Linked DNA regions of Mus musculus: region 2 is linked to region 1. Evidence: chromatin contacts called from public Hi-C data. All regions are on one chromosome and are shown on one strand. The core of a region is the stretch at or near the end of the contact, and the rest is flanking DNA. Distances in the headings are between cores, read along the strand shown. Region 1 overlaps Pvt1 (Pvt1 oncogene). Region 2 has its middle 23 kb from the start of Pvt1.

Evidence for each region. Hi-C and Micro-C count contacts between places; a contact is called where the count stands out from the background.
Region 2: a contact with region 1 is called in a Hi-C map of the N1E-115 cell line, with 4 times the contacts expected there. A contact is called at or near these places in 2 of 484 Hi-C or Micro-C datasets (the N1E-115 cell line and nephron progenitors) and 2 of 130 datasets of targeted methods (embryonic stem cells and extraembryonic endoderm stem cells).

The regions. Positions count from the first base shown.
Region 1 is chr15:62,188,538-62,192,187 of GRCm38.p6, forward strand. All of the region lies in intron 2 of Pvt1 (Pvt1 oncogene), which reads left to right. Among named protein-coding and RNA genes, the nearest start is that of Pvt1, 150 kb to the left of the region's middle.
Region 2 is chr15:62,012,925-62,016,789 of GRCm38.p6, forward strand. No RefSeq gene overlaps it. Among named protein-coding and RNA genes, the nearest start is that of Pvt1, 23 kb to the right of the region's middle.

The DNA of each region.
Region 1 (3,650 bases), core at 689-3,188:
CCTTTACATAGCAAAGTATCTCTATCCTTTATTATATTAACTTCATAAAGAGTTGTCTCTATATGTCATGTGTCAGACACAGATGTCAGAAAAGAGGATATACTTATAGCTCCCTCTTTAGTCCCCCACAACCCCTCAGATGAGTTGCCTCTGTAGGAGAAATAGTGAGAAACAGGGAAGCTCATTTTATTTTAAAGTCATTAAGAACTCAGTTGCTATTAAATGGACCTCTCCCTGGAGCTCTGTGATTTTTCAAAACTTATTTTTGAGAAAACAGCTGTACAGCATGAGGCCTTGGGAAGCACACTACAAAATCTCCAAACATTTGGTAAATCCAGTGGCAGGGCCGATCTAAACGTACGCTTATGTGGATGGGAAGCATGCAGATCTAAAGGTTATTGGGCAAACTACCATCCAGTACTATGGTTTCTGTCATCAGACCTTGAAGTGACCAAAGGCAGAGGGGCGATCTTTATCATGTTGAAGACGGCATGCCATTTCTCTTTGAATTCAAATATGTGTGTGTTATCCTGGTGAGCATGCTCCAACTCAGTCTTTCTAACTTACAAGGTTTTGACAGTCAAAGTAGACTCTGGCAAGAACCCTAGTATAATAAGACATGATTTTAGAAAAATCATCACTATTTCCAAGGCTGGGCAGCAAGGATTTCTTTTGACTGCTGGATAGATTGACAGGAATTCAAAAAGAGACTGTAGTTCCACTAAGCTAATGTTCTAAGCACACGTGGAAGCAGGGGAGATGTCATTGGACTTACTGTTGACCCAGCTTCCCAGTTTGTGACTACTGTATGCCTTGTATGTCCTGGCTCAAATTGGTGTATCCATGGCAGGGACTTGAGTTGATTATTTTTACCCCGCAGACAGGGTAGTGCTGACCTCGAACTCTCAATCCTTTTCCCCAAGTGTCTGGATTACAAATGTTTGTCTACACACCCAAACAAATTTTAATGATACAAGAATTATCCCCGTGGCCATTGGAGTCCATTGTTAGGACGCTGTTCCTCCAATGTATCGCCACATATCAACTCTCTATGATATGAACCAGGAGGGCTGTTCAAATTGCATCTCTTCTCAGTTAATGCCGGGCTGGTCTGCACTGTATCCCTCCCAAGACTTGTAGCCAGATAGGACTGCAAGGCGGCAGCGGGTTTGTTCATTCGGTTTCTGTTTTACAAACTGAAGTTGACAACATCCCCGGCACTTGCGTGGTGAGTCATCTGATAAAGGTCGCCTTGGTCGCTGGTTACCTTCTCTACTCAAGAATAGAGTCACAGGTGGCTTTGATGGCTAGTTTCCAGAACCATTGATGGCTCTTCTTAATTAACGTGCAAGTGGGCCTCCTCTGACATTTAGAGAGTCAGTGGTTACCTTTCAGAAAGTACTACTGGGTTTCCTCTGGGCCAGGCGCCTTGCCTTCCACCTGTGGTTTTACAAGGTATTACCATGGACTGTTCTGAGCCACGCACTGCACCTAGGCCAGAGAGGTGTGAGGGAAGCCGGGCTACAGCCACACTGCCTTTCATTAGCTCACTGGCTCTCATGTCCAAAGTAGAAACAAGGTCCAGCTCTGAGAGGGTTTTGTCTGCCATGCTGACTCTAGAAACGTGCTCAAAAGAGAGATAGACCACTTCTTTGTCCCCCTTTCTACCCTGCTTTGTTACGAAATGCAGATAATCATTGCCCTTTAAGTACAAGATTGTTCTTAACATTATCCCTGGCTTACACATTGCTGGCACATACTGAGGTTTCCATAATTACCTATGCACCTAAGCATTCAAGTGCGTTGCCTTGGAGTTAGGATTTCTTTCTTTCTTGCTTGCTTTTTTTTCCCCCCATTCTGTTTTACTGGTATGACTCATTCACTCATTTGACTCCATTCAGTAAATGAATACATCCTGAGACTCTGTTAAACACTAGAGTCCTTCCAATGAGCAGCCCTGTTTACCCTTTCAGACTTCTGGGAAATGTGGAGGCGATGATCAGTGGAGAGCCAGCTGGTCCTGAAACCTTCAGGAAAGCATCTGGGCCTGAAAGCAATATTACATTGTATTCGTAAGGTGAAAAGCGCTATCTTTTCCACCCATGCCTCCCAAGGCTGAGTGTACTACCATCTAAACCAACAGGCTTCATATACAGAATGTGACTAGGTTTTCTCTAGGAGGTTGTCTTCTTTAAGCAACATATTAAAGCTCTTGAACAAGAGCCAGACACGTGGTACACACCTGTAATCCCAGCACTTGGGAGGCAGAGGCACTCAGAGCTCTGAGCTTGAGGCCAGTCTGGTCTAAAGAGAGAATTCTAGGACAGCCAGGGCTACATGGTGAGACTCTATTTAGAAGAAGAAAAATGTTCTTTATCAAGTTCACATTTTAGAATCTTTCTGATTGGTGCTGAATACTGACCCCCCTCCACCTGATTTAGAATTGCCCAAGAAGTTCATTATTTTGTGATATCCTCAGACTCTCATTAGTGCTAGAAGATGACTAATTTGAAGTGGGGAAGTGTTTTCTGAAGTGTCCCTCTCTGCAACTCTGCCCTTAATGTCAAATCAAGCAGTTATTTCTGATAAGTTCTTTAGCTTCTCTGAAGCAGCCCAGCTATGGCTGGTTGTGGGTGGCGCTGATAATGACTGAACAGACAACACAAATGAGGTGGGGTTGGCCTTTTCAGCCATTTTACAGGAATGAGGGGGTTGGGTAGTGGCTCCATTAGTAAAACGCTTGCTTTACTGTGTAAGCAACTAAGGGCTGGGAGGTGGAACTCTTAAAGGCTTGCTGGCCAGCCAGTTTAATCAAACCAATGAACTCTAGATTCAATGAGAGACTCTATCGTAATAAGTAAGACAGAAAGAAATTGAGAAACCACCCGATAGTAACCTGGGGCCTCCCCAAACACAGGAGCACATGTCATACACACACATGAACACATACACCGCAAACTGAAAAAAGGATCCATTTTTCTTTAATACTCAATGCAATAAGAAAGCTTTGAGAATGTTTAGAGATTTCTATGACCACTGAAAATATAGTTCTAGAAAGACAGAGATGACCAAGAGAGACAGGAACCTGGGCAGTACAGCTGCTATTTGAATGCTTTGTTCTTCTCAGGGTATTTTGCCCTGAATGTTCTTTCTGGATTTTGAGCACTTGAGCTCTTGGCATGCCAGCAGTTGGGCCTTCTGGAAAGATCATAGACTCTGAAAACTGTCTAAGAATCTGATAGCCATCAATACATTTCCAGCAACATTCCCTTGTTATAATTAATTGACCATGTGAGTTTCAGTCTTCAAATCCAATGAAGAAAGGGAAGAGTGGAGTGTTTAGTTAGAATGACTGTAGATGCTATAACAAGCAAACCTTAATATTTAACTTAAAATAGCCTCTTTTTTTACATAATAGCCCAGACAGGGTGTAGCTAGTGAGTAGATGGCTGCTTTTCATGAAGCAATTTGGAAGCCATACCTCTTTCTATCACCATCTCGCTATCCCAAGGACCAAATGGCTAGTAGAAGAGGGCTACCCAGTTACTTTCAGAAAACTTCTAAAAGACTAATATATTAAGAAGCACAGATTTAAGGGTGTGTCACACAGTGCATAAATACACATAAACACAGTATAATGTGTCAATCTG
Region 2 (3,865 bases), core at 1,052-3,551, 180 kb before region 1:
CACATATGTAAACCAGACAGGATCGCACCACTTTGAAGGAAAAGGAGACACTAAGTCCCATGCCTTACCTGAGAAGCTATTTGCAGTTGATGCCCACCGAGAAAGGAATGTAGTTTTCTCCACTAGAGTGTCACTGGATCTATCAACCACGCTCTAGGATAGGCCCCAAGCCCAGGAGTTGTTGGCCAACACAAAATGAACTCCATGGGTTTTTGTTTCACTTTGTTTTATTTTAGTATTTTCTGTCTTACTGGTTTGTTGTTTTGATTTTTTGTTTGCTTGTTTTGAGAGAGAAAGAGAACATGAAGTTGGGTGAATAGGGAGATGGGGAGGTGCTGGGGGCATTTGCAGGAGGGGCAAATATGATTAAAATACATACAAATACTTTTTGTTTTCCTTTTTTATCTTTTGTTTGTTGTTTTCTGAGACAGGGTTTCTCTGTGTAGCCCTGGCTCTCCTGGAATTAGCTATATAGACCAGGCTGGCCTGGAGCTCAGAGATGTGCCTGCATCGAGTGCTGGCATTAAAGTTGTGTCCCACCACTGACTTGTGAAAGGATTTTTAAGTTAAAAAAAAAAAAATCAAAAAAAAGGTAAGCCTGCTTTTGCTTTGGGTTGAACTGAAAGCGACCAATGGACTCAGCCAATCCCTCCACCAAGGCTGATGACAACCAGAATTCAATCCCCAGGACCCACAGTGTGGGAGGTAAGAAATTTCCCATGAAGGTTCCTCTCAACATGCACACAATAAGCACATAACTAGAAATATTAAAATTTGTGTCACCGGGCGTGGTGACGCACGCCTTTAATCCTAGCACTTAGGAGGCAGAGGCAGGCAGATTTCTGAGGCCAGCCTGGTCTATAGAGTGAGTTCCAGGACAGCCAGGGCTACGCAGAGAAACCCTTTCTCAGGGAGAAAAAAAAAAAAAAAAGAAAGAAAGACTGAAAGAGGCCTGTGAGTTCTAAGCCAGCACTGGAAATACAATGAGATTGTGTTTCAAAAACTTAATAACAATGGCTGGAGCATGGTCTCAGGGATTTGAAGCAATTGTTGCTCTTCGAAAGGACCCAATTGGATTCTCAGCATTCATCTAACAGATACAACTATGTGTAGCTCCAATTTTAGGGATCTAGGATCTTCTTCTAAACTTTGTGAGTACCAGACACACATATAGTGCACATACAAGCATTCAGGCAAAACACTCATAAACTCAAAATAGTAAAATAAATAAATATTTATTAAAGATTAAAAAAATTAAGGATGATGACTAGAGAGAATGATGATACAGTTGAGTGACACCAACATCCTGGAGCCTCAGGTTTCATAAAACCACTCAGTGACTCCAAGCCACTTCTGGTCCATTTTCTAGTGTTTAGCCTAAAGCCCAGGATCCCTTGACTATGTTTATTTAAATGGGATGAGGAAGGCACCGTGGAGAGGCAAGAATGAGATAGAGCTAGTGTTCTAATATGCTTTCCAAACTATATTTATTGCCAGGAAGGTGCGGATATGTACACATTCACTACTGCAAACACAAGCTACAGGCTGGTACAAGTAAAGAATATTATGAGAAAAGCCCACACCGAGAGAACAAATATATGTGTTTTCATGAAAGCATATCCTTTTTTCTTTTTCTTTTTCTTTTTCTTTTTGTTTTTCTTTTTCCTTTTTCTTTTTCCTTTTTCTTTTTCTCCAGTGATAGGAAATAAGCCTGAATAGAAGCTAGCACTGTAATCAGAGCAGTTGTGAGCACAGAGGCAAGAAGACCACTAAAAGTTAGAAGCCACCCTACTTTACATAGTGAGTTCCAGGTCAGTCAAGGCTATCAATACTACCCTGGACTTAAAAAAAAAAAAAAAAGTAAAGCCCAAATGGATATATTGGCTGTCTGCCTTTCTGGAGCCAGGGATTTTAGTTGATGTCAAGATTCACTGATCTAATTAGTCTTTCTGACCACAGCATCCATTACTCCCCCGGCTGCTACAAATGCTTGCTGCCTCCATCTCTGAGCTCCTTCTTCCAGGGTAATTGATCTCTCCCAGAGTAGCCCACATCTAAGAGTGACAAGGCTCAGCCTGCCAGCCTCAGCTGAGCTTCTCTGAATAGCCATCTTAATTGCAGAGTTCCCGGTGACATCAGCTACAGCCTGTTTTCCTTGATTCCCAAGGTTCTGCCTAATAAACCTCCTACAGGTGACCCTGCATCTGTTTCCGAGGAACCCGAAGGCAGCAAGAACACTCTGGGGGAAGGTTGCCCAGTCGGCTTATAGCCTGAATTGCACAGGTACCTTTGTTCTTGTTGTGAGATAGGCCAGCCTTGAACTCAGGACCCTTCGGCCTTCACCATTTGAGCACTGAGATTAAAGGGGTGTGCCACATATCCTTCCCCTTCTTTGTTAACCAAAAGGATGCCTTTGCGAATAATTTGTGATAATTGCAGCCATCAATGTGTTTGGGAAGACATTTGATATTAGAACCTCCTGAACAGATGTGTAGTTATAGATACATACTCTTTAAAACTTCATCCCTCCTTACTGCCTCCACCCACATCCTCTGAACCATGCAAAAATGACTGTGTCACCACCACCATTTTTTTTTTTAACTTCTGGCATCCCATTCATCCAGCAGCTGAGTTATCCTTTTAGAGGCCACCCACCATAGCTCACTTACAATTACTCAATGGCCTGCATCTTAAACAATATTGCTAGCATCTCCTGTCTCTGACCACACTCTGGGAGGCTTAAACAATGTAAAGATGTTATCGGGTTTTTTGTTTGTTTGTTTGTTTGTTTGTTTGTTTTGATTTTTTGAGACAGGGTTTCTCTGTGTAGCCCTGGCTGTCCTGAAACTCACTCTGTAGATCAGGCTGGCCTCGAACTCAGAAATCCACCTGCCTCTGCCTCCCAAGTGTTAGGATTAAAGGCGTGTGCCACCACGCCCGGCTTTCGTTTTGTTTTTTTTTTTTTTGTTTTTTTTTTGGTTTTTTTTTTTTTTTTGGTTTTTTGGTTCTTTTGAGACAGGGTTTCTCTGTGTAGCCCTGGCTGTCCTGGAACTCACTCTGTAGACCAGGCTGGCCTCGAACTCAGAAATCCGCCTGCCTCTGCCTCCCTAGTGCTGGGATTAAAGGCGTGCACCACCACCGCCCGGCTTCGTTTTGTTTTTTAAAGATTTATTTATAATATATACGCACACTGAAGTTGTCTTCAGACACACCAGAAAAGGGCATCAGATCTCAACCATGTGGTTGCTGGGAATAGAACTCAGGATCTCTGCACGAGCAGTCAGTGATCTTAACCCGTGAGCCATCTCTCCAGCTCCCAAGATGTTACAGTTTTGAAGGCTAGAAGTCCAGGGTGAAGGGGTTGGCCCAGCCCCATCTTTCTAAGTCCATGGACTTCCATCCTTTTTTTCTTAGCTCCTGATGTCTTTGGCATGCCATGATTGATTGATGCACTACCCTGGTCTCCACCCTTATGTTCAAACAGCATTCTTTACAAAGTATTTTAGCACTAATTATGAGTATCTGTGTGTGGGTATGTTTGTATAAGATGAGTATAGTGGCAATGGAGGCAGAGGAGGGAGTTATAGTTGTGAGAGCATCCAGACTTGGGTTCTGGATGTTGAACTAGGCTCTTTACAAGAACAATAATGCTTGCTTTCTCTTCAGCACCAGCATTCAATGACATTCTTACTGTTTCTCACTGGTCTTCACCTAGGCCTTCTCTGTGACTGAGCAGTTTCACTGTTTTATGAGGACACCAATCACTTCAGAGTAGGGCCCACCTTATACCACTATGACCTCAGCTCAAATAATTATTCTTGCAGTGACTCTATTTCCAAATAAGGTCACATTCCCAGGTACTGAG